Linked DNA regions of Mus musculus: all the other regions are linked to region 3. Evidence: chromatin contacts called from public Hi-C and HiChIP or PLAC-seq data. All regions are on one chromosome and are shown on one strand. Each heading gives the region's core, a stretch centred on a gene start, on an enhancer-like site or on the middle of the called end of the contact. The rest is flanking DNA. Distances are from core to core; before and after follow the strand shown. Region 1 overlaps Adgrv1 (adhesion G protein-coupled receptor V1). Region 2 overlaps Adgrv1 (adhesion G protein-coupled receptor V1). Region 3 holds the start of 9330111N05Rik (RIKEN cDNA 9330111N05 gene). Region 4 overlaps Adgrv1 (adhesion G protein-coupled receptor V1). Region 5 overlaps Adgrv1 (adhesion G protein-coupled receptor V1).

Region 1 (5,077 bases), core at 832-3,331, 170 kb after region 3:
GGGGGTGGGGTGGAGTGGGGGAGGGGTAACAACACCAAGGTAGAAGTGTGTGGCATGAGAACCTTTCTTATCTCATGACAGCTAGTAAATACTGAGGGGCAATAGGGCTCAGTGGGACAGAGTCCTAATAGCACCTTTCTAGGGCATGCCTGCCATGCCCTAGCTTTCTCTCTACTAGGTTCTACCTCCAAATGTTTCTAACACTTGCTGGAGTACCACCCTCTGGGAGCAAGCCTTTAACACATGAACTTTTGAGAAACATTTAGGACATTAAGCAGAACAGATGGGTCATGTAAGCAATACTGTTTACATAAACAATAGCTATGAAGATACAGTGATCCTTCTGTATGTGGGGAGGGTTGCTCCAGGGTTCTACTGAGGATACCATAACCTGTGCATGTTCAAGTCCTTCTTGAAAGTATTTCCATATACTGATGCACAAATTCTTATATTTCCATATGTCATTTAGACTACTTGAAATACCTAATCCAAGGTAGGGTCTGTATAAATTGTTTTATACAGATTATATAAATATAACATTAATACTATATTATCTAGGCAATAATGACAAGAAGACAAATAGGTTTGTGTTCAGTACAGGTATGATTTGTTAAGAATGTTTCCTATCTGTATTGGTTGACTCCTGACATACAAACCCGTGGAAGGATGGAGCTCTCTGGGCCCTTGGAGGTGGAGAAAACTTAAAGTCAGGGCCATCATAACACAGAGTTCTTGGGGTAAATGACTTGATGCCAGAGAATGCATTGAAAATTCTTAGGCTCAGAGAGGAAGTGGATGATTAGAGCAGAGACTTAAGTACGCCGGTCAGAGAGGCCTACTTCACTTCCAGGTCAGTGACACTCCTAACCCCTGGGAAGTGGAATCCTGGAGCACTTAGCTCCATGCTGGGCACACAGTATGTACATGTTAAAAGCCGCTTTATAACTTAGGAGGAGAACGATCAGCAGAGGGGAGGAAAGAGCGAGAAGAGAGGCAAGAGGAAAGAGGGAAGAGAGAAGAGCCTGATGGTCTTAAATAATCCTCAAAATTTATTCTGGTTAAATGTACTTTCTGTCAGTAAGCTGTTAAATACAGTTTACTGTAAACCAAATCAACAAACCATGCACACATGCGTTCCGAGGCGCGGGGTGGATGACGTCATGCCCATCCCCCTCCCTCCACGTTATTTTACCCTTTATGATGGTTCCAAGTCTTCTGTTTGTTTGGTCGGGATCCAGCATTAACCTACCACTTCCTTGAAGTCTTCTGGGCACTCACTAATTTATAGTAATCTCTTCTGGTTCCACCCCTGCAGCGTCATGTTCTGTATTTCCCCTCATTTGGCACTTTGTCCTCCACTGCCTGGGGCCGTTCCCTGAAGACCCACTCTCCCAGTTCCCCTGCTCTGACAGTCAAGCCCGTAAATCTTAATTATAAGGCTAGGATATGATCCTCACTAAATCCTAGTTACATTCAGTGTCTTATTTGAAACTTCTAGTGCCCCGCTCCTCTCCCACAAATCCACTTGCTCTGGAGAAATCTGGTCTTGAGATGACTAACAAGTTCTAGCACCTCATCCCCAGCCTGACATTTTCAAATTATTTACATACTTCATCATTTTCCAGTGTGTACTACCAAAACAACGTTTATATTAAAAACACATTTAATCATCCAACATTTTTCCCTAAGAACTGTGCTGATGATAGCCAGGGGCACTGTCCCACTTAGAGGAGCTGAAATAAGGAAAGGTCCCCTGCTTGACCAAATGATAGACTGGGAGTGGGGTTAAAAGGAGAAATGAGGTCAGCCCAAGACAGTCTGGTGGCCTCGAAAGAGAAGCTGGTGCCACAGTCAGCACACTAGGTCCACTGGAAGTACATACTTCCTCATGTGCCAGATGCAGCCAGTCATGGGCTGTGTGTTTACTTTGCTTTGAGAAGTGGCTTTGCTTCTTGTAAGTTTTTTTTGTTTTTTTCTTCTTGTGGAAGAAGGCCAACACATGACATAATCTGTTTGCAACACTGGGCTAGAGACAGGATTGTTCTGTGACTTGGCCCCGTCATTTCTGAACTGCTGCTGTAGAAAACAGAGAGGGACTGAAGAACAGAAAACAAAAACAGGGCTGGGAGCAACAAGGGAAAGGCAGTGCTCGGGTGGGCCTCATTCACAAGCAGCCGGCAGCACACACAGTAAGATACAGTTTGATTCCTTAACGTCACGAGGCAGGCGTCCAAGTTCCAGATCATCCACAGGTGTCTGTTTTGTAGTTCACAACTTCCTGCTTTCAAAATCCCGGTAATGAGATAGTGACTGCCTCGAGCCAAAGATGAAGTAGCTACTATCAGTGTGGAAGCCCCATTACCACCCCACCCTCCAGGGGTTGTTTCTTACCCATGGACTTTATTCTTTAGGTACCGATCAGGCAGCTGAGCCTCTGCCCAGTGCAAGACGACTTAGTAGAGATATGAGTTATTGTAAAGGGGGCCTTTGCAGAGTTTATATGTAAGACAGGTAGATAACTAGACAGTGCAGTGTGCTGCACATGAAGCAAAGCAAGATGAATTGGTAGCTTTTGTTCAGGATACAAAATCAGGAAGCTGGGTGTACAGCAAGCACCAAGACTTATCCCAAACCATTTAATCCTTATTTGTTTTCATAATGAAAATTGGGATGCTTTCAAAATCAATAGACTACCATCCCGTTAATCCATCACCTAAACAGCTCCCTCTGCCTCCTTCCTAAAGTCACAATGACTGTTGAACGTGCTAGAAGGAAGCCAGTCTCACAGCGCCATGAGTTCCTCATGGCCCCTGGAAGAATTGCTTGTAGCGTTGTTTAAAATCTAATCACCCTGCTTAGAATTATAATTTCAAACAATCAACAGGATCCATTTGGGCCTTCTACTGTAGTTACTGGGAGCTATATGGCTTGTTTAAGTAAATATCTGTGAGCCCCTTCAGCAAGATACCACAGCTAATGTGCTGTGTGAAGATTCCAGTAACTGCCACTCTTTACTGCTGGAAACTGAGCATAGGATCCTAGGGAAGGCAGAATTTTCTGCTGGTTTCAACTGTTACTTCTGTGGATGGGGAGGGAGGAAACACTATAGTATATTTTCACTTGAACTGAGCTGCTCAGTGCCATGACGTTCAGCCTTTTGTTGTTATGATTGTTCTTTTCTCCTCAGTGTATTTTATGGTTCATTTTCTAGGAACAGAGCAAAAGTGCCTTTGTATATTGACCTATCAGTTGCCCTTGTCATTTATAACGAAAGGAGAGAATGAAAACTTTAGATAACACTAGTCCTTGATATCAACTTTGGTTCTGTGGACCTGAGCAAATCAGTAAGTTACCTTGAGCTTGTATCTTCATACCTCTGAGTGAGATGGCTACACTAACTGCTAGCTTAAGATCTGTTTTCAGTGTGAAATGATTTTCATTCTTTAGCAATTATGGTGCCGATCTAATATGTGGGACACCGGGAGGAGCAGAGCAATGGGGGCAAATGGAAAGACTTCTTGGAGATATAGCTTCATGTTGTAGTAGTGGCCCACAATTTCTTTGAAATAAAAATGAGAAATAGAAAGTAAATACAGTCATCATAAATTTGTTAAATAAATATGGAAATTTAAGAAGCCTGCACCGAAACTTCTCTAAAGTATGTTCTAGAACTCTAAAATTCCAGTCTCACTGTCTTTAAAAGTGTCTAGCAACTGGTCATGGTGGCATCTGCCTATCATGTCACCCTCAGGGAGCTGATGCTGGAATACAACAGGCTCAAAGCCAGGTCAAGATATGAGGCAGCCTAGACAAGGTGAGACCTTGTCTTAGAACAAAAAAAGATTTCTGTAAATTTCTTATAGCAGTTTAGCCTTCAGAAGCAACTGAACATTTAAGAAGCTGTGACATTGTAGGAACACAGACTTTCTTTATCCATCCAATTCTAGAAATGATATAATAATTTTTTTTTAATTAAAAACCCTTCTTGTCTGGGCACATGACTTAGTGGATAACATACTCACAGCTTAAGCATGAGGAAAGTGTGGAGCCTACAGCCCACATAAAGCCATTGGTAGCAGCATGTATCTGTAATCCTAGCATGACTATGGCAAGATGGAAGGTGGTGACCGATAAAATACAGAGAACAGTAGGGCCAGTGATATGGGATACTGGGTAAAAGTATTGCCATGGAAACCTGATGGTCAGAACCCATGGTCCAAAGGGTCAAATGACTCTTAGAAGTGGTCCTCTGACCTCCATATATGCACTGTGGCAGACATGACCACACACATATGCCACACGCACATGTACATGCATATACAGATGCACACATACATACACAAGTACACATGTATACACATACACACACCCCTGCTACCATTTCCTGTACTCTAAAGACAAGATAAGGTTGCTCACTTCAGTGCTATTTCACTATGTGCTGAACTGCAAGTTCCTCTGCACTTCTGATGCCACAGGCTCTCAGCTCTGCGGGAGGTGCCACTGTGGTGAGATGCAGGAGGAGGCTGCTATGGCACACTCTGAAAAACATTGCCCTCTAGATTACAATTTTGACTTATGAACGTGTGTTATTTATTATAGAAAACCCCTCCCATTGATGTGTGCCCCCTCTGCAGAGTCAGTATTGGAGAAAGAACAAGAACATCCACAGTAACAATTTGTATTTTCGCAAACTCTTTCTGATGCTGTCTCCAAATTTGTAGAAGGAATGCAAAAGGCCAGCATTCAAGTTTGCCATGGTTGAGATAGCCACAAAAGAATTTTACAACGTTCTCTAAACTGTTCTAATAAAATACACAATGATGACACACCGATGCTTGCTCCTGCCCATCCGTGTCCCAGAGTTTTTTCAATGTTATTTTCCTACAGAGTTACAGTTTGTTTAAAAAATAAATAACTTTATCAATCCCTCTCTTCTACTTAGCACCTATAGAGACTCTCTTCACTCACATTCCATCACTTCTACAGCCCACCTCAAAGACCACACCTCCTGAACCCACTTCTGGATTCTCTTGATCCTCCTACTAACTCTTCATGATAGTGGTATCATTACCAACAA
Region 2 (5,188 bases), core at 819-3,318, 250 kb after region 3:
GTGGTGCTGGGAGGGGCATCACTTGGGATGTAAATAAATAAAACAATTAATTTTTAAAAATTAAAAAAATAATTAAGAGGGCATAGAGAGATGGTTTGGTAATTAAGACCATTGCTTTTAGAGAAGCCAGGTTCAATTCTAGCACCCACATGGCAGCTCATAACTAACTGTCTGTAGCTCCAATTCTAGGGGCTCTGGTACCTTCATAGACATATATGCAGGCAAGATGCCAATGCACATTGAAAAAAGTAATTAAGAGGCATAAGACAACTGATTTTTATACCTGCCTCAGGTTGGCATTTTCCCCATTTGAATCCATTTTACTTTGTTATAACTATCTTCAAATCTCAGTATTTGCCTAAGCAGAAGCTATTGGTAACTACTCTGAACGATAATATTTGTGATCATTCTGAATGAACACTCAGGATAACAGCTGTTAATATTTGATGATTCTATAACATGCATCCATTTAATTAACTAGTATCTCACATGGGGGTACCTCATTCTAAGTAGGCCACCGTGTGGCAAGTTTGAAAATGTAACTTCTTTTTTTTAAATGCTGGACTAATTTGCTGGGATCCTAGATGAGAAAAATCTACTCAGCACAGATTTTACATCTTCCTCACAAAGTGGCCATAAGCAAATACGTGAGTTCTGAGTCACCACCAGGAAACCCTGTGAACTATGTGAGCTGGAAGCAAACTTCAAGACCTCCAAGCTATTTTCTAAACAATAGAAGAATTCAGTGTCCACCTCCATGCCTACTACCTGTCATCATCTCAAAAAGAGATCTTAGGGTTTAATTTACCCCAAACACTCACAGGCTCTATATTTAGTATTTCATCTCAGTTATAGTACCAACACTCAGAAAAACAATTTTACAAAAACTTTCAAGGTCAGCTTATGAGTTTCTCCAAACTAATACAACCCCTATATTCTTTTACTGGAAAATTCTCACGTAAATGTTGGTAAGGGAAGTTATACCATTCTCAAGAGCAACCAAATGGGTGAAAGTAGAGGATAGTTCAGTACTTGCTTACTACTAAGGTCTGTAGGGATAAGCTAGTGTTGTCTCATGTTCATATTTTGTTAAGGGAGAAAGAGTTGCTAGTTTACTAAGCCTTTAAAGCAAATCTCTCCCCAAAATATGCTCTCCTGGGGCATGAGTTCAGTAGATTGCTTTTGCTTGCATGCTCAGGGCCTTGGCCTTGGTTCCCAGCATACTGGTAAATACTGGTTGATTCAGCTGAGTAATCTTTTCCGGCTGAGTATTAGTTTTTGTTTGCTTGCTTGTTTTGTTTCTATTACAGAAAAGCAAAATGTATAACAAATATTTGTTGTAATATGAAAGCCGCACTAAGCCTGGACATTTTAAATTGGTTATAAGCTTGTTAATGTCCCTCACCTCTGAGTGGGTTATGTGAATTGCCCTCTGACAAAATAATCCTGTGTTGGAGTTAGAAAATTAGTGAAGAAGCTAAAAAGAGCTGCAACACTTAGTAATTTTTTTTTTTTTTTTACTAATTTAGATATTTTGTTAAAATGACATTTTGGTGGTAAGCATGTGGCATCAGTAGCCAGGATATTGAAGGCAGACTGTGACACAGACTGCAGAAAGCTGTGACACTGAAGGTCTTTGAAGAGGTTGGATGGAAAACCTTCATGAGTCAAGGTCCTTATACAGGACAATTAAAAAAACAAAACAAAACAAAACAAAAATGGGAGAACCAAGGAATAGAGAGCAAGAATTTAAATAATCCCTATCTCATTTTCCTAGGGAGAGAGGGGAGGGGAGAGAGAAAGGAGCAGAAATGGAGGGAGGGGAGGGGAAAGGAGAATGAGAGGGAAGGAAAAAGAGAAAAAAGAAGGGGAGAAAGGAGGAGGAAGAGGACAGGGTGGGGGTGGGAGGAGTGGGGGAAGAGGATTTACAACTGTGCTGCTTGCAGATACTCAGTAAGCCCTCTGGAGTTGCAGGGAAAATCAGCTCTGGTGTTAAAAGCTACGTAAGATATTTGAATAGAGACACCCTGGCAGCTCAGCAGTCTGGTCTTGCAGCAAGCAAGAGAAGGTCATTGGGATGACTAAAGCTACACTTTAAAAGTTTACTTGAGCAAAGTCTCACAAACATGTTTGTGGTGCATGCATTGTGCAAGAGAAAGCTGGCATGAGATGATTCTAGTTGTTTCCAAAGGAACATTCTAGGAGGGTCAGAAGGTTACAGCAGAGAGAGCCTGCATATATTTCTCTGAGTTGCTAGAGACAACAAATATTAAAGAATTTTCTAAAAGATAGCTTTCAATTGATGACTGTACCAACTAAATAAACTTGCCAGTATCTTCCTGCCTGATTTTTCTATTCTTTCCCCTTGTGTTACAACTCGGGAGAATCAGAAATAGAGATTTGTTAACATAGCTAAATGGGGGTAGAAAAAATGAAGCAGACTTACAGCTCATCCTTCTTAAGTCCTAGCAATTGGAAGAACAGTCATAGTGATAAATTAGAAGCAGCTCAGATAATACTATTGAACAAGACAACCAACTAAGAGACTGACTGAAGGAACAACTACTAAGAGTGATTAAGTTTGAAGAGGCTTTCCTGTATTTTATTTAGAAGCATAGACTTCTATTGAATCTATTATGAAGAAAGACACCAGAAGTAGAAGGTCAGTATTATCACATTTTATGCAATTCTCAAAGAATACAAATATTGAATCTTAAAATAATCAAGCAGAAACAACACAAGAGAATTGCTTCATGACTATACTTCATCAATCAAACATATTAATGAGATATAAAATTAAAAAGAGTTGTATCACTGTCTCTATTATTCAGCATTAACTGCCCTGGTTAGCAGATGAAAGTGTTTGTGAGACATTATCCTTTACTGTCATGTAAGCTTGTCAAGAACTGACTATCTTAAAGGGCACTCACAAAGCTTTTCTAGGTTTATCAAGTATTTCTGCTTCCAGTTTCCATCTGCCCCCTGAGCTGATTCTGTGCCACAGTACTCCATAACCAAATACTGCCTGGAGAGAGCTGTTCTCCAAGGAGTACTGACACATGGGCTTGCAGGAGAGACAGCCACAGTAAGAGACAGCAAGACTAGCTAACACCAGCGATAACCAATGTCAAGAGGCAAGCACAAGAACATAAGCAACAGAAACCAAGGCTACCTGGCATCATCAGAACCCAATTATCCCACCACAACAAGCTCTGGATATCCCAACATACCAGAAAAGAAAGATTCTGATTTAACATCACATCTCATAATGATGATAGAGTACTTTAAGAAGGACATAAATTAATCCCTTTAAAAAAATACAGAACACAGGTAAACAGGTAGAAGCCCTTAAATAGGAAACACAAAAATCCCTTAAAGAATTAGAGGAAAACACAACCAAACAGGTGAAGGAACTGAACAAAACCATCCAGGATCTAAAAATGGAAATAGAAACAATAAGAAAATCACAAAGAGAGACAGGCCTGGAGATTGAAAACCTAGGAAAGATATCAGGAGTCATAGATGCCACAGAATAAAAGAGATGATAGAATTTCAGGTGCAGAAGATACCATAGAAAACATTGACACAACAATCAAAGAAAATGCAAAATGCAAGAAAATAATCTTCTTTTAACAAACCAAAAAGAAGATAGCAACATAAACATAATTCTACCTCTAACAACAAAAATAACAGGAAGCAACAATCACTTTTCCTAAATATCTCAAAACATCAATGAACTCAATTGCCCAATACAAAGTCATAGATTAACAGAATGGATACATAAACAGGACCTAGCATTTTGCTGCATACACGAAACACACCTCAGTGTCAAAGACAGACACTACCGCACAGTAAAGGGTTGGAAAACAATTTTTCCAAGCAAATGTTCCCAAGAAACAAGCTGGAGTAGACATTCTAATATTGAATAAAATCAATGTTCAACCAAAAGTTGTCAAAAAGGATAAAGAAAGACACTTCATAATCATCAAAGGAAAATTCTACCAAGAGAACTCTCAATTCTGAACATCTATACTCCAAGTGCAAGGACACCCACATTCATAAAAGGAACTTTACTAAAGCTCAAAGCACAAATAGTACCTCAAACAATAATAGTGGGAGACTTCAACATCTTGCTTTCATCAATGGACAGGTCATGGAAACAGAATCTAAACAGAGTCACAGTGAAACTAACAGAAGTTATGGACCAAATGATATCTATAGAACATTTTATCCTAAACAAAAGAATATATCTTCTCAGCACCTCATGGTACCTTCTCCAATACTGACCATATAATTGGTCACAAAACAGGCCTCAACAGGTATAGAAAGATCGAAATAATCCCATGTATCCTGTCAGATCACCATGGGCTAAAGTTGGTCTTCAATAACAACCAAAACATCAGAAAACCCACATACACATGGAAGCTGAACAATGCTCTACTCAATGATAATGTGATCAATGAAGAAATAAAGAAAGAAACTAAAGACTTTTTAGAATCTAATGAAAATGTAGGCACAACATACCCAAACTCATGGGACACAATGAAAGGAGTCCTAAGAGGAAAACTCACAGCTCTGAGTGCCTCCAAAAAGAAACTAGAGAGAGCATACACTAGCAGCTTGACACCACACCTGAAAGTTCTAGAACAAAAACAAGCAAATTTATCCAAGAGGAGTAGAGGGCAGGAAATAATCAAACTCAGGGCTAAAATCAACCAAGTAGGAACAAAAAGAACTATACAAAGAATCAACCAAACCAGGAGCTGGTTCTTTGAGAAAATCAACAAGAAAGATAAACCCTTGGCCAGACAAACTAGAGGGCACAGAAACAGTATCCAAGTTAACAAAATCAGAAATAAAAAGGGGGATATAACAACGGAAACTGGGGAAATTTAAAAAAAAATCATTAAATCCCACAACAAAAGCCAATACTCAACAAAACTGGAAAATCTGGTTGAGATGGACAATTTTCTAGACAGATATTAAATACCAAAGTTAAATCAAGATCAGATAAACTATCTAAACAGTCTCATAACTCCTAGTGAAATAGAAGCAGTCATTAAAAGTCTCTCAACCATAAAAAGCCCAGGACCAAATGGGTTTTGTGCAGAATTCTATCAGACCTTCAAAGAAGACCTAATACCAATACTCTTCAAACTATTCCACAAAATAGAAACAGAAAGAACAC
Region 3 (5,385 bases), core at 2,559-5,058:
TTCCTTTTAACATACTCAAAATCTTCCCCTCCCAGCACACACCTTCCCCCTCTTGGACAAACAACAGGTCCCTAGAGCACACAGCGAGAGTGCCTCTACCTACCTGCAGAATGAGGGAAGAGCAAAGGCTATGGAATGAAACCTCCATTATTGTTCATTTTGTTCATGGACTTCTAGTGTCCGGCCCTGTGTGACACTGTTTGCTGTTGAGACTACCCAGTCTGTGGTATTTGTTGTGGCCCTAGCTGACAGACACAAGTACATATCACAGTGTTCCAAGAGAATCCTCTCTCTGCTGGAAAAGTTGGTTGGAGATTGACCATTGACCTGCGCCTACAGTTAGGCTCATCAGTCTTACCATTGGGAAGAAAGAAGCTCTTACCTCAGTGCGAGGAGGAACTGCTACGCATTCAGGGAGTTGATCTCTAGCATAAAGGGCAAAGGCCATGTCCTCTCTTCTGAGATTGCACTGCTTCTCTGTCCCAAGATCTCTCTAAGGATGTAAGATGGGGGGCTCTTCTTGGTGGTTTTGCACGAGTCACCACTTCTCTGGCTAGCTGGTGGCTAGCAGCACTGTCTTGATGTAGAGTCCCTTTACTTAATTTTCTCTAATAATGAAAGAACACTTGCCTAGATACTTTAGAATGTATCCAAGGATCTGCCCAGAGTCACTGAACCACTGCATTTGTGATGTAGAGTCCCAGTCTTTGTTACCCCAGGTAAGATTAATACTTTGTAACATCTGACCAGCTGCTTAATCATATTTAATAATAATGACAAGATACTAATTTGTTGGCTGCTTTTCACATCAGTGTTTTTAGGCATCCCTTCATTGAATACTTTCCACAAATTGATCAGACAATGTGTCTGGCCTCCATTTTTCAGATGAGAAAACAGGACTAGCTAAGCCAAGAAACAGGTTCAAAGTCACACCTTAAAATAAACCTGGCCTCCAAATATCACCCTGAGAGCATCAAGGCAGCACAAATTTAAATTAAGTAAGAATAATGACCCAGAACAAGTCAGTTTTAAATACCAGCTGACAAATATAACTAGTTGTATTTTAAATATCTACACAACATTGTCAAACTTTCAAAGGCTAACCTAACCAGTAGATGTTCCTTGTCATCAGTAACTGAAATATATTGCTTTCCATTTCTTAGTTCATCCATTTCTCACAGTTTTGTTCCCTCCCACCCTCCCTCTCTTCCTTCCTTCCTTCCTTCATTCCTTCCTTCCTGCCTCCCTCCCTCCCTCCCTTTCTTCCTTCCTCCCTTCCTTCCTTTTCAATGTCAGTTTAGGGTCTTTAACTTCCTATAAAAAAATCTGGCTGTCATGCCTGCATATAAGCTTGGAGAGTCACTCTAACCTCAAAGCTCTTCCCTGCAAGAAAAGCATTCCTTTTTTTTCTTTTTATATTTTATTTATATATTATTATTATTTTAGGGTCTTTGAGACAGGGTCCCACCACAGTGGTTTAAATCCCCCCTCCTCCCACCACACTCATCTTTCATCTCCACGCCCTTATTATGGCTCCCTACCTCCCCCTCCCCCTCAGGGTTTCTCTGTGTAACCCTGGCTGACCAGGAACTAGCTCTGTAGACTAGGCTAGCCTCAAAGTCAGGAATACACATGCCCTGCCTTCCGAATCGTGGGGTTAAAGGCTCACCCCCACCCAATTTAAATATTTAATTTTTTTTTTTTTTTTTTTTACAACTAGAAAAAAAGAGCATGCACGTCTTGGGACAGTCTCAACCTAGTAAAAAGCAAGAAAAGCATTCCTAATAGAAAGAAGGCTGTTCTATGGTGATGCGATGCACTGTTTCAAATGCACACTGGCATCAGGAGCAATAAGAATTCTAGGACCTTGGAAAACAATTGGCAACAGTTGGCACAGGTTCTAAAGGCCTAGTGTGATTGTCTTAAAACTCAGCTCAAAGGGGTCCCTGTCCCTCGACCTGTCTCTGGATTATCTCATTGATCAGCTACACTGAACAATGCAACACTTGCCATTGGCTCTCAACATAGCATTGCCACAATCACCAGTACAGTTGGAAAAATCCGAACAGGATGCTAGAGGGCTGAATGCCCAGGACACCATCATGGTTCTCTGTTACTATCAAACATGCCTCCAGCTTTTAGAATCCTTTATGAGAAAGGCAATTGCACAAAGACCAAAGATTGGCTTCCTTTAACACTGAACATCAAAACCGAGTTAAACTCTCTTTTTCCAAGGATACCTAATGTTTTACAATTCCACTAAGGCCACAATGATTTAACCTCAAAGTCGTGCAAAGGTTTGACACATCACTTGCAAGGCGTGTTTTTGTTTTATTTACTCATTCTTCCTGTGTCTCATTTAAAAATGTCATTTCTCAAATTGGGTGCGGATTATTAAAAAAATTAAACGTAAGCAAACAAAAAATAAAACCAAACAAAAGCAAAAAACAAACAAGCAGACAAAACCCACCCACACCCCCCCCTCCAAAAAAAATCAAACAAACAACAACAAATACAAGCCAGAGCAAGAGAAATCTCCTATCTGAGGAAATACATGGGACGAAAGCCTAAGCCCTGGAAACGGGGTCACGTGGGGCCACCCCCACCCCCCACCCCACCCCCGCTGCGGATCCTGGACGTCACCCGCTCTGGCCCGTGCGTGCGGCGGGTGAGTGGCCCCGGGGTCTCCGCGGCCGAGGCGCTGGGACGCCCTTCCTGACAGCCGGTCTCCCGGCACGTAGCGCTCGCCTGACTCAGCGCTGAGTCACCGCTCCCGCGGACTCCCGCTTCGCCCTGCACAGCCAGAGGCTGCCGGGCTCCGTGCACGCCGAGGCCGAGCCCTCAGTGCTGCAGACCGGTCTCTGCGCTTCCCGGAGCAGCGCAGGGTTTACAGCTTTTGAATCCCGACCAAGCCCAGCACTAACTTCCTGCGTTGTTTTCTTTGCCTTAAGGGCTGACTAGTCTAGGGATCAAATTCTTCCATCGAAGCTTGTTGGCGCAAATCCCGGCTTTGTCCTTGAACAGTGACTTTGAGATGATCTTCGTTTGGATTTTTTTAATACTTCCGCGGTTCCAAACTTCTGTCTTATTTATGCCCTCCGTTTCCTAAGGTTATCTTTTCAGTGTGTTTGGTAACTAATCTTGTCATAAAGCCACACTGCGGTGACGCAAGTCAGGTTGGAATCTGGCATGGTGTACAGGCAGTGACTTACTGTAAAATCCAGGGCCTTCATCGCGACATCCTATCTGTCATCTCAGGCACTGATTAGCTTCCTTGCCCTTGGAGAGGTCCCGGGGATTTAGAAGGCCTGTTGAAATCTGTCTTTATAGCGGCCATGTTTCTTGCTTCCTCCTCGGAGTTTAAAATGAAGAGAACGATAGATAAGCATTTCTGCAAACGTAGCTTGGACCACCTGTCCCAGAGCACAATTTTACTCCAAACTGCAGCTGCAGAATGTCCTGAATAAAACTAGAAACCGGCCACCTGCCAGTGAAACACGTGATCCGCAAAGCCTACCAGAGGATAGGAGGAAAGCAGTTTTCCTAGACTGAACACACAGACCACGTTGGTTCTGGTGTTCTTATTCATCTTTCTGTCTAAAATACTGGAAAGGTAAAATGCGGGGCGGCCACATAAAATATCAGCGTACTGTTATAGTGATAGCCATTTACATCGCTGTTGATATGGTAGAGATGGAACCGAAGGCCTGATGCTCTAATCAGACACTGCTACACAGCTATAGCCTCAGCAGGAAGTTGTTCCGACTTCCGATCCCTGGACATTTTCATTTCTCTGGGAAACTCTTCCAGCTTCATCTTTGCTAGCATTGGAGCAAACTCCCCAACAAGCCCTTGTTGGTCCAAGTAGAGTTCTTGGACCAGCAACCCAGCATCACAAAGTAGCTCATAAGAAGCACAGGCTCTCTGAGCTGCTGACGCAGCAAAGACGGAGGAGTGCTTGCCTAGTATGCTTGAAGACTGGAGTGGAGGAAGGGAGAACAGAAGTTCAAAATCATCCTCCGCTGCGTCCTTAGAGCCTAGAATCTCAGACTCCATCCAAAATTGGCATGTTTACGAGGTCTCTTTATATCGTGAACTTGGGAAGAACTGATCAGTGGGCTGGCAGAGGTAAGGAGAAGGCGTGGGGGAGGACAGCATCTTTCACTTTCCAGGACTTCGGTAAGAAGTGCCACACCTAGCACTGTACCTAAAATAGTAAAGGTGGACTATCTTAGTTAAGGGTTGACTGTTGTGAACAGACTCCATGACCAAGGCAACTCTTACAAGGTCAACCTTTAATTGGGGCTGGCTTACAGGTTCAGAGGTTCAGTCCATCATTATCAAGACAGGAGCATCACAGCGTCCAGGCAGGCATGGTGCAGGAAGAGGGAAGAGCTGAGAGTTCTATATTCCTTATCTGAATGCTGCTAGAAGACTAGCTCCCACATGGCTAGCAGAAGGGTCTCATTGTGCACCCCCACAGTGACACACTTCCTCCAACAAGGCCAACCTACTCCAGCATGGCCACATCTCCTGGTAGTGCCGCTCCCTGGGTCAAGCATATTCACTACCACATGGACTTACCCTCTTACAATCCTGGAGACTGTCCACCATGTTCTAGGTAGACCCCTCTGGGCTCCTTTCTACATCTCAGCAATGGCCATAGATCTCTGATTGTCCCTGGCATACAGTCTATGCTGCTTGGATCACATGGCATTTTTTTTCTGTGTTTGTCTCCACATTAACTCCCTACTAAGGTCATGTGCTCTCACTGGAGGCTCCAAGTTCCACACTGACAAATGCAAGTGCACACCATTTCTGGGATGGGTGTGGGGAAGTGATACAGATGGAAATAGCAGGGTACAAGAGATACGATGGATAATTGGGAAAAGGGGTGTGCTGTTATTAGGGAAGAGAAGGCACATAAACACAGAAGGAGAGAGTAAGATAACAGTAAGGATGCCTGAATCATACCATTAGCTACCTTAAAAGAACCCCAAAATACCAGTTAGTCTATGTATAATATCATATATAGTTTAAATAAAATTTCCTCATCTGGGCTGACAATGCTTTCTACCAGAACCAAAAATCACCTAAGAAAAACCCAACACCAGTAATGAGAGGCCTTCTTTTGAGTCATTGAATAGGGTTGTCCAAGAGACTTCCCCCACATACAGACTATCGCTCTTGTCCTTGTTGTTCCCCCAAAAATGGAAAACAATCTCTATTACTGAAGATAGCAGTTACTTCAGACAAAGGGATAAGAAAGTGACCTGAATGTGCCATTCCTGACAACTAGCTTTCATGGTGTTTCCAAAGGAGGGAGGCAACCAAAAGTTCTACCCAGCTATAATTTCTATAAGCAACAATGGTACACTAACCCTA
Region 4 (4,939 bases), core at 1,253-3,752, 150 kb after region 3:
AATAAAGACAGCTAGCCGTGAGAGTGTGCTTTTAGGAAGAATAGTATCTTACGAGAGCATTTCTTAAACATATTGATATCTCTATCACATCAAATTAGGAGTTCTGAAGGTTTTTGAAGGAAATGATGCATTGTTCTCTGATTTCTCAGTCTAAATGGCTGATCCAAATCGCTCACAGGACAGAAAAGACATAATGATGATACCTCAAATAATACTGCAGAGAGGAAAGGACTCCGATGTCAGTCAGTAACCTCTGTCTTACACTCAGAAGGCAAGGGAGGAGAAGCAGAGGGAGGGAAGGTAACACACCTCTTCCATAGCATTGATGAGGTTCTGGGTAGACTTGTTTATCTCTCCAGCTGGAGGTATTCCGCTCCCAGGAGTGAAGAAGGCTGTGCTGGGTCCTGGGTGACCATTCATTTCTACTGTATAGCTGGCCTTCATAGGGCAACACGTTTGGTTGTGTAAAATGAAATAAACCACAAAAACATAAAGTCCCTAGAAAAGGGAAAAATCAATTAGTAAGTATGTCAAAGGTCATCTGGCCAGCTCAGCTAAACATAAAGCCAGCAAATCTATCTGACTACCTTGAGGATGCTCCAGGCTTACCCAAATCCAGGAGTGACTGACAGGATGCTGGCAGTCAGGTAAGAGGTCACTGCCAGTTCAAAGTCACTAAATGCTCATCAGTGTTGCATAGGAAGTGTCATTAGTCATTTTTAAATTAATATATGTGCAACTCTGTGCCTTCCTAACACATGAAAGCGAATTACAGAAATTTATGAATGAGTTGTATACATCTAGATGTATACATGTAGAGAGCAAACAGCTTGTCCTGTAAAAAGGGACTGTTTTTACTCCTCCATCTCAACGTCTAACTAGCTGATGGGGCATTCTGCTCATCTTGTGTGTGTCTGGAAAGAGCTGAACAGCTGTCACTTGACACCCTGTGTGCATCTCACCTCCTTACCTTCCTGGGAACCAACTCACTGCATAGGGACTCTGCTGATTGCTTAACAGTTAAGCAGAGCTTCTCCATACATGTTGCACAAGAACAGCAAACCTCTCTAGTGCATTCTTCAAAAGCCGTTAGCCCTTCAAATTCCTCACAACATACTTGAACTCTTGATAATTACTCTGCTTCCGTCACAAAGAAGGACACTGCCTTTCTGTTCGAGTTCTGCTCATTACACCCTTCTTCCTTCATGTTTTCCACACGTGCTGTACTTACTGTAAGACTACTGTTCAAAGCCTAGTGATTCTGACAATTTCATTTAGACAATAAGATACCTTAAATTGTGTTTTTTTTTAAATATTTCTTGGTGTTTAAAATTTGAATGCATATAAGAATTTGTCACTAAAATTTTGAATCCACAAAGATAAAAATAAAGATACTCAGCTAATTAAAGAATAAATAGAATTAATGTAAAAGTTTTTCTGAAAACATCAACAAGTGTCAGCATTTGTAAAATGTGCTGTCCCCATGGTTCCCATCATCTCTCGAGTATTGAAGCAATTGGAACTGTACCAGCTGTACAACTGTACCCGAACTGTCTACACTTCTTAGCAATCACCACAGCCCCCCCCCCCCAGTCAGAATTAGCTTTTACATACAGGACCTGAGAGGACAAGGTGCTATGCTATACATGGCTGTCTTTGGAGGCGTGTGAGAGTCTAGACTCTTCTCTTTCTACTAGGGTGACACCTTTTCAGCTGGTCTCTATAACTAAGAGCATTTAAAAAGCAGTGGTGTGCATGCTAAACACACAAAAACAAAACAAAACTCCTCATTGTTGTACTTGTCACATCAGAGCAAGCAGAAACACACATTTCCCTTTGATTCAGGCTTGTCTGTTTTTGGAGAGCATATTAATATTCCAAAAGATGTAGGCCCAGTGAATTGGTTTCAAGTACAAATGATAGTGTGCACATTAATAGAAACAAAGTCTTCCTGAAAACACCCATGCTCATCCAACATTTTTTCTTATACAACTAACTTTTCACATGACTGTGACCTAATTACATTGGCCACAGCAATAGACAAAACAGGAAAAAAATTAAAGTGTCAGCCTTAAATGTTGTGCAATGTTCCTGATTTATTTCGAGGTCACTGGAAGTGTTGAGATGTGTCAGGTTAAAAGCTGGATAAGGAAACAAACCTCATGCTTTAAAACCCATCTCTGAAGACCATCTGTTAAAGCTCTGCAGCCTCTCCTGCTTGTTTTCATATCGAGCCTTTCATGCGCCAGGAAATGTTCTGCCTGCTGAACATAGCTACACTCAAAAACTGCATTGTTTTTGTTCTTAAAAGCATAGAAGTACATGGCAAATATTTTGAGACTTTTAGATGTGCTCCAGGAAACACAAACATGGTTAAAATAAAAAGGAAAGAATGTTTAAATGCAGATTATGCTTAAATTGACTCTTGCTTGGTCTCGGCCAAGCTGTGCAAATATAGAAAGGGGGCCTGCATTATCCAAAGTATTCAGCTGTGGAGGTTTCTGACCTCAGAGGAAAAACAAGTTCCCCTTCCAAGTACTGCACGCTGTGTGCAGGGTCCCACTACAGTGTTGTGTGCAGCAATTTCAACAAAGCACCTGGATTCTCCGTTTGTAGAATGTTGCGGTCACAGTCTACACTGCCGGGCCCTGGGATGCATGGATAAAGGAGCATGATTCCTGCTCTCAGACTGCTCACAAATAAAACAATATTTGACCCCCACCAAGCATCAGGTTCATAAACACCAGCTATCTATACTTCCTGTCATTTACAGATGGCAGGTTTACAGGGAAGCTAATTGTGTCTATGAGTTGCTGTTTTGATTATTTTCATGGTCCTTCTATAATCATGAAAATGCTTTTAAGAGTCTTTAACTTATTTACAGTTGGATTGACTATAAAATTAAGATCCATTCTGTATTTCTTTTGACCCAGGAATAAAAACTTATTAATCAATGTTCTGTGAGCCACAAAGGAAATCATCCATAGTTTAAAGGATTACATATGCTCATTACTCTCTTTTTAAAGAATTATTTATTATTAGTTTATTATTATTTGTTTTCATTTGTTATTATTTATTTCCTTACATGATTTTCTTTGCATCAAGTGCATGCAGAAACCCACAGAGGCGCTTGAATCCCTTAGAACTGGAGTCACAGGGGTTTGAGTTGCCTTGTGGGTGGTAGGGAGCAAACGCAGGTTTAACTACTGAGACAGGTCTCTAGTGTGTTCAGCGTGAAGCAAGCAAAGGGAGTTCAGCTGTTCGCTCCATCATGTCTGTCAGTCCCGAGCTTCAGTTCACATGTTTAACAAGAAGTGACAAGACAGAACTGGCTAAGACAGGAAGTGGAACGTGGCTTGGCTGTGTTGGACTCTCTTCTGAGATCTTTCTCCAATTTCATCAAGCTATAAAGGATCCTGGCTGAGTGACACTTCAGGCTTCCATGTAGAGCCCTGCAACTCTCCTGCCTCCAGAGATAGGGCAGGACAAGGTGGCATCATCAGAATTAAGTTCTCTTAATCTCAAACATTTGTTGTTTTTTTGGTTGGTTGGTTGGTTGGTTTTTCGAGACAGGGTTTCTCTGTATAGCCCTGGCTGTCCTCGAACTCACTTTGTAGACCAGGCAGGCCTCGAACTCAGAAATCTGCCTGCCTCTGCCTCCCGAGTGCTGGGATTAAAGGCATGCCCCACCACGCCCAGCTAGCATTTGGTATTTTAAGGAAATCTATTCAATCGCAAGTTCTTAGAAAGAGGAAATGCTCAGTGCTCTTAGTTACGTTTTGTTTGTTTGTTTATAATATAGTCTCTGACTCAAAGACAGAACTCAAGAAGTAATTAATAAACCAGAGACCACAATTCTAAACTGTTATCAGCAGGCAAGTGTGAGAAGGGGTAAGGACAGAGGTGGTATGTGTTGGGTTTCTTACTTTGAGTCGTTTATAATTATAGCTGGTCCAATTCAGTAATGGGTTGATAAGATTCTTCTCCAAGTTAGTGCTTTCCACCTCATGTGCATGTACAGACCCAGTTTTTCCAGAAGGAGCATGAAGTCAGGGGTTGGGGTGTGGTCCTGCTCCTCTGGTGCGTGTCTCTTGGAAGCTGCTGCTTTCTACTGGGGCTAGGTTTGTTCTTTTCTGCGGTTACTTTTCCTCAAAGGCTTACGGCTTTCACTCCTCCCTTGGCAAACAGAGGAGTGAAAAAAGAGAAACAGAGAAGTCACCATGAGCCCTTCTTTCTGGTTTGAAACTGCTCTAGGGATCTGACCTGCTGCATTTTGAATCACTGGTCACTTGGCAATAAGGACGATAGAGTGTGGGTCAATAACAAAATTGGAAAGACAAACACAAGATTGTGTGTGTGTGTGTGTGTGTGTGAGAGAGAGAGAGAGAGAGAGAGAGAGAGAGGAATTTTATATTTAATTTCTTAATTTTTAAGTCTTTCTCTTAAGTTGAGTTTTTTAAGTGGATCTTCTTAGTTTATACTTTAAATAAGATCTGCAGTTTAATCTGTATAGACACTAGAGAAAGGAAACATGAGCTCATTCTGAGGACTGTTGACTGGTCAGTGTGCCTGCTACCTAGACATTTAGAAGGCATTTATTACTCAAACACTTCTCACAGCATTGCCTACTAGGTACTGGGGGTTCCATCAACTTCTGCTGGAATGCCTTCTCATTTAAGGGACTTTCAGTTCAGAACTCACATAAGGAAAAAGAAGTTAGCTGGTTTCAGGAATATCTGGCTCTGGTGAATGGCAGGCCTAAAATCAAGAGATCTAGACAGATGTCTATGCTAGGATCCACACAAGAGAGAAAAACTACATGTGAAGTTTTCTGAAAGTCACACGAACAAAAACAGCTGGTGTCACAAAGCCCTGAAGTCCTGGATTGGAAGTTTCCAAATGCAAATCACATTGGGTGGTAGGATGGAGGGGCAGGTAA
Region 5 (5,458 bases), core at 2,270-4,769, 190 kb after region 3:
AAAACCCGTCACTGCCCCCCCACCTCAGCACTGTCCTAATACTCATAGTTCTGGTGACAGCAGCCTGCCTGCTCAGTGTGGCTCTTTTCAGTACTCTAAACAGTTCCCGTCATTCTCTGAAAGGGTAAGCACAGACATATGAACATGCTACCTGTTATGAACGGCTCTGTGCTGCTTGTATTTTTATGTTAATTCTGCTCTTCCAGGAGATGCTGTCTAGAACTAGGAATGAGTCAAGTACTCAGGTGCCTTCTTGTGAGCCAATCCCCTAATGAATAAAGGAGCCAATCACTGGGCAAGTAGGCGGGGCTTTCTGGATGAACAGTGGAAGAGAGGAAGCAGGAGAGAGTAAGGCCCTTTTGGAACAGGGACAGCATATGGGTAAGATGTAGCTGCTAGAGTTTCCCCTTATCAGGACGGATCCTCAAGGATTCGCCCTCGGAGCAATCAGATTTTAATAAGGCTTTCAAGATTAGGTCTTAGTTGTTGCACCCAGAGTCTGAGTTGCCATTGTTTCTGAACTAAGTTTTTGTTGTGTTTTCCTTCACATGGCTGCTTGCCTAGGCTCAAGAGAGAAAGATATGGTGGCAGAGCACGAGTTTGCCTGATGTGCACCACGAAGGATTTGAAGCACGGGGCTGGCATGGTAACTACATGAAAGCGGGAACCTAGTGAGCTGGGTGGAGATATTTCAGGAACTCCAGGCCAGAGAGTTTCCATGAAATAAAACAGTTTGGCCATTGCTTGTCAGTGCATGGCCAGCCAGGCTGCCAAGGCAGAGGCACAAGTGCGGAAACATGCAGGTTCTTTTTTTAATATTTCCCATAACAGCCACCACATCTAAAAGGAGAAAAAGATTAAAATTGACAATAAAATCCATCAAGGCAAAACAACCAAAACACCCAAGACTTCATATTTGGTTAGGCTGATGCTGAGCATCTCAAGGGCACGGGGAGCTGGTATTTGTGTCAACCTGCACTTTCTGTCTCCTCTTTTCATCCCATAAACCATTTTCTTCATCTAGACAATACTAACCACTCTTCTTGTATACAGCCTCAGCTAACCCTGCTTTCTCAGCCCGAAATAGCCCGTTGTCAGCCACACATTCTTCATTTGTCTAAGAAGCAGAGGGGGGTGTTATGGATTCAGTTACAAGCAATAAAACGTACCACATATAATATCTTCATATACTCTACATGAGAGGCTTCTTCTCAGGGCTTGAAAAACACCACCATATGCGTATACCTTGTAAGTCAGAAGTTCAAGTTTTCAATGTTTTTCAATTTTTAAAGCTCTGCAGCAAATATTAAAGATCTGCACCATACCTGTGTACCATAGGGAAGCTGCCAAATCAAATACATGTGCAAGTCTTGTGTAACAGTTTTCTCCGAGATCAAAACACTCCACCCTGCTTGTGAGCTGCTTAAACAGGGAACTAAACAACTAAAAATTAGCATCAGGAAGTACCTGAAACTGACCAGATTCACTAGGCCCTTCGCTGCCAGTGTAAACAGAGCCCAGTTACTAAGAAGACTCTCAGACAAGACCAGCTTCCAGGAAGAAGCAAAAACCAGCTGATCTGCTTAAAAGAGGTTTAGGGCAGCTGAGGCACCTGAGAACAGTCTCCTACCTGTTGGTTGAGCTACCTGCAGATTGTGCAGTGTACTTCAGAATCCCTGCTATTGTGATCTGTCACTCATGCTAGAGTAGACCTTGGTGATGCAGCTGTGTTTGGAGTTGTTTCTGCTCCTGTCAATAACCCCTTACCTTTATCCTTTAAGTGACCTCAATGAAACTCATTGGGTTCACCAAATTGGACTTTGGTGGTACCTATCCTTTGTCTGTCAAGGTTCCCTATCTGGGATGTGTTTCATATCCCCAGGAAAATTTTGTCACACAACAGCAAGCTATCAGTATGGACCTTGATCTTAATTCTGCTAGAACTTAGGTATTTAAAGTTGGCCTAATGTCCTACCTTTCCACTTAGAGTACATACTGGTACAGGCAGAGGGAAATGGTCCTTCAGCCTTCACAATACTTGGTGTAAGTGTCACCAACTGTGGCATATCTTATAGCTGATGGTTTACTCATTTCAATCATTGGTCCTACAGGGGTGTGGCGGTCTTCTCTAGGTATTGACAGTACCAGTGTACTTCCACTGTGCCTACGCAGAGGTGCCCATGTACTCTCTAGATTCAAACTTTTAGGTCACTTTGTGGCTTCCCCTTCCTAACCAGATAATGTACTTTGATCAAATGTCATCATGTACCTTGTATTCTGATTAAAGAAAGTGTCTCCCCCTCCTCTTCTCTTCTGCTTTTAAGACTAAGTAGTGACCCATAGACCTCCTGTGTGCTATGTAAATGCTCTACCACTGAATCATATCTCAGCTGCATGATTCTCAGCATATGTATTTATGCACATATCCATTTTATAAGACAGTGAACAAATAATGACTATGTAAAAGCAGTTTGGGTAATTTTATTGAACTATTTTAGTCTGGCTTTTTTTTTTCATGTTGGAAAATAAGAAAAAAAGTGTTCATTTGTTTCATTTGATAATTTTAGAATGCAACATCTTCCCATTTCACAAAAGCTCTGAAAGTCAGTTTTCATTTTTTTTGCTATAGCTATAGCCCTCAGTTATAAAACTTAAACGTATTTTTAAAATTAATTTAAACTTGCCATTATTGGACTTGAGTAGGGGTCAAATATAACTTTTAGTCACTGAAATTTTCTTATATCTAAACATTAAGAGGAAATTGCTTAACCATCAATTCACTGTTCAATTGAACTAATGTGTAGATACACATGCCCCATGTATTTGGATTATTTCTCCATCGTTACCGTCTGATTAAAAACTATCCATAAAGAAACACAGTTTTGCAGTTACTCAATATTGCTGAAAATAAACTAGTAAATACTTTCCATTTTTATGTGTACATGATAAGAAAGTTGTAATTTCTGCCACATTCAAATGTTAAATATTTAACTCCTACCATATTACTCTAAAATGTTGTATGCCATTGTGCACACAAACTCAACTTTATGTAGACTCTTACGTTTTGAACATTGACACTTGGTGCTTTGCATTCATTAAATGTGTATTGCCTGTAAGGCTTGGCTTACCTGCAGACTATTGAAAATGACAAAGAGAACCAACATCCAGAAGTGTCTGTAGGCCATATGCAGTCCTCCCCAAAGCCACGTCATAGAAATCAGGGCGAAGAGATATAAAATCAGAGGAATTTCTGAAAATCACAAAGACAAGGAAATATGTTCAGAATATCGCATGATTAATCACATGTAAACACAGTATTAGTTTGGTCTCCTTCTCAGGGAAGATGGTCTATACCCTAATACCCATCCAGGAAACAACCTTTGAAATCCTTCCTTTTCTTGTGTGGAGGAGGGAAGGCATTGTGCAGAGCCACAGTTCCAGGTTTTCAAATGGGTCTGCTTGCCACTTGGGGAAGGAGAAGGAAGACATTTGTCCCTGCCTAGGCTACCACCTGCTGGACTGTGTGGGAAGTAACAGGAACAAACACAAAGATTCCCAAATTTCTTGAGGTAGCCCTGTGCTCTCCAGTAAGCATACTCCAACATGGCATTAAAATCATGACATTTAAAGTTCTTTGTGTGATACTCAGCTTTTATTTCCTTGAGAAGATAACAAAATGTATTGTGACTGTTCCAAGTGGAGATGAAGTGACTGACTCAGTTGCCATCAGGGGACGTGTTTTCTACCCATCATGCTCTTGTGCAGTTGTCCTGATGGTTTCCATACTAAGTACCCTGCACAATGGGTCCATTGTGCCACTGGAGCTATAAATTGATTTTTATTATTTTTTTGTGTATGTGTGTTTGCCTGCATGTTTTGTATGACCTGCTGAAGCCAGAAGAGGGTGTCAGATGCTTTGAAACTGGAGTTACAGACAGTGGTGAGTCAACTGGTGTATGCTGGGAATTGAACCCGGGTCCCCTGAAAGGGCAGCAGTGCTCTCAACCACAGAGCTATCTCTCTCTTCAGCTTCTCTAACAGTGATTCTGGGTCACAGGACCATGGTCATTTCCACTTGTCTCTGATTTAGTGAGGGAGTGTTATTAGAGTTTTCAGATGTCTTTACAGAAGAGATTTTAATAGTGATACCACAATCTACGTGTACTTTAGAAAATGAATGAAGTCGTAAAGCAGCCATACATAAATATATTTTCATGATATTGAAATGCATGGGGATAGACTAGCACAGGAACCCCCAGGGCAGTCCTGATCATCCATGAACAGCACTTAAAAATCCTCACACACTCTGGGGATTTGAATAGTTAAATACGACTTCAGCAATTAAAATTTTTTATTTTGCTCTGAAACAACTGCAAACATGCACATTAGATGTAATGTCGGTATGGCTACAGGACTTTGTGGTCTTAAAAATTTATCTGGAAGTTGTCAACTGCATCTTCTTTACTCTGTAAATACTACATTTTGTATTTTCTACAAAGATATTTTCTTTTATAGACAGTTTCAAAAATGAAGAAAGCAACACAGAAACACCCTCAAGTTCCGTTTGGTTATTATTTTTAAATTTTAATTTATTATTTGTGTGTGAATGAATTTTTTGTGTGTATGTATGTATGTATGTATTATATATGTATGGTATGTAGGATGTATGTGTATGTTTGTATGTATGTATGTACATATGTATTGAATATAGTATGTATGTATGTGTATATGTATGCATGCATTTTGCTTGTGTGCCTGAGTGAGGGCAACTGCATGCCACAGCATGTGTGTAAGCCAGAGGACAACTTTCAGGAATTGATTTTGTCCTTTCACAGTGGGTTCTGGGTTTCAAACTCAGTCCATCATGCCTGCATGACAAACACTTTTACACACTGAGCGATCTCACAAACACCATTCAGTTATTCTAACAATTTCCTCTGTCCAGTGAGAGCCAGTGTTGCATCGTTGGCATCTCTGTATTCCTTTGAACCCAAATGGTTGAGATCTTTGACTCTGACATCTTGATTTATTACAGGCAGTTTTTCTTGTAGAGTACTGTGCTGGCTAGCTTTACATTTCAGCTTGACTCAATTTAGAATCACCTGGGGAAGAGATTGTTAGTGAGAGATCATTGATATTGGGTTGCCCTGTGTACATATCTACTGGGATTGCCTTGATTGCTAATGTTAATTGATGTGAAGAAGACCCAGTCCACTCTTGGTGGTTCAATTCCCTAGGCAAGGAACCTGGATTGTATAAGAGTAGGAAAATCAAACTGAACACAGGCAAACAAGTGTATACATGTGGCTGTGAGGTGACCAGCTGTCATATGTTCCAGCCACCTTGATTTCTTTTCTCTTGAACTAACTGTGAGAAAAACAAAAAACAAAAACCAACCAACCAAACAAACAAACAAAAAACCTCTTTCTCCCTTGCAGTTGCTTTAGTTAGGGCATTT

Evidence for each region. A called contact is a pair of places that touch in the nucleus more often than the background predicts. HiChIP or PLAC-seq counts read pairs in DNA pulled down with a chosen protein or histone mark.
Region 1: a contact with region 3 is called in an H3K27ac HiChIP or PLAC-seq map of microglia, with 5 times the contacts expected there. The contact joins the enhancer-like site here to the promoter of 9330111N05Rik in region 3. A contact is called at or near these places in 1 of 39 promoter capture datasets (the 3T3-L1 cell line), 13 of 484 Hi-C or Micro-C datasets (bone marrow-derived macrophages, cortical glia, cumulus cells and 7 more), 11 of 115 datasets of contacts at active chromatin or transcription factors (the NIH/3T3 cell line, PVALB interneurons, bone marrow-derived macrophages and 6 more) and 2 of 9 other capture datasets (bone marrow-derived macrophages and embryonic stem cells).
Region 2: a contact with region 3 is called in a Hi-C map of liver, with 2.3 times the contacts expected there. The contact joins the enhancer-like site here to the promoter of 9330111N05Rik in region 3. A contact is called at or near these places in 2 of 484 Hi-C or Micro-C datasets (both in liver), 1 of 115 datasets of contacts at active chromatin or transcription factors (bone marrow-derived macrophages) and 1 of 9 other capture datasets (embryonic stem cells).
Region 4: a contact with region 3 is called in a Hi-C map of uterus, with 3 times the contacts expected there. The contact joins the enhancer-like site here to the promoter of 9330111N05Rik in region 3. A contact is called at or near these places in 1 of 39 promoter capture datasets (cancer-associated fibroblasts), 1 of 15 datasets of contacts at CTCF or cohesin (the NIH/3T3 cell line), 3 of 484 Hi-C or Micro-C datasets (myocytes and uterus) and 3 of 115 datasets of contacts at active chromatin or transcription factors (cardiomyocytes, heart atrium and pancreatic cancer cells).
Region 5: a Hi-C map of bone marrow-derived macrophages shows a contact between it and region 3, with 26 read pairs. The contact joins the enhancer-like site here to the promoter of 9330111N05Rik in region 3. A contact is called at or near these places in 1 of 39 promoter capture datasets (the 3T3-L1 cell line), 13 of 484 Hi-C or Micro-C datasets (adipose-derived mesenchymal stem cells, bone marrow-derived macrophages, cumulus cells and 8 more), 8 of 115 datasets of contacts at active chromatin or transcription factors (PVALB interneurons, astrocytes, embryonic fibroblasts and 5 more) and 1 of 9 other capture datasets (embryonic stem cells).

What each region holds. Positions count from the first base shown.
Region 1 is chr13:81,134,875-81,139,951 of GRCm38.p6, forward strand. The region is part of intron 87 of Adgrv1 (adhesion G protein-coupled receptor V1); the gene reads right to left. Among named protein-coding and RNA genes, the nearest start is that of Gm32639, 34 kb to the left of the region's middle. Within about 2 kb of position 2,082, at least 150 of the 459 cell types and tissues checked have an H3K27ac peak or open chromatin away from gene starts, as enhancers often do. A contact at or near this core is called in bone marrow-derived macrophages, cortical glia, fibro-adipogenic progenitors and 6 more, where this site is marked.
Region 2 is chr13:81,209,508-81,214,695 of GRCm38.p6, forward strand. The region is part of intron 85 of Adgrv1 (adhesion G protein-coupled receptor V1); the gene reads right to left. Among named protein-coding and RNA genes, the nearest start is that of Gm32639, 110 kb to the left of the region's middle. Within about 2 kb of position 2,069, at least 6 of the 459 cell types and tissues checked have an H3K27ac peak or open chromatin away from gene starts, as enhancers often do. A contact at or near this core is called in liver, where this site is marked.
Region 3 is chr13:80,960,266-80,965,650 of GRCm38.p6, forward strand. 9330111N05Rik (RIKEN cDNA 9330111N05 gene) reads left to right here and starts at 3,809. Exons shown (of 2, transcript NR_015587.3): 1 at 3,809-4,128. Gm4211 (a long non-coding RNA gene) reads right to left here and starts at 1,169. Exons shown (of 3, transcript XR_382678.2): 1 at 383-1,169.
Region 4 is chr13:81,106,594-81,111,532 of GRCm38.p6, forward strand. It overlaps Adgrv1 (adhesion G protein-coupled receptor V1), which reads right to left. Exons shown (of 90, transcript NM_054053.4): 88 at 310-498. The region is part of intron 2 of Gm32639 (a long non-coding RNA gene); the gene reads left to right. Among named protein-coding and RNA genes, the nearest start is that of Gm32639, 5.4 kb to the left of the region's middle. Within about 2 kb of position 2,503, at least 21 of the 459 cell types and tissues checked have an H3K27ac peak or open chromatin away from gene starts, as enhancers often do. A contact at or near this core is called in heart atrium and uterus, where this site is marked.
Region 5 is chr13:81,152,027-81,157,484 of GRCm38.p6, forward strand. It overlaps Adgrv1 (adhesion G protein-coupled receptor V1), which reads right to left. Exons shown (of 90, transcript NM_054053.4): 87 at 3,129-3,250. Among named protein-coding and RNA genes, the nearest start is that of Gm32639, 51 kb to the left of the region's middle. Within about 2 kb of position 3,520, at least 10 of the 459 cell types and tissues checked have an H3K27ac peak or open chromatin away from gene starts, as enhancers often do. A contact at or near this core is called in bone marrow-derived macrophages, where this site is marked.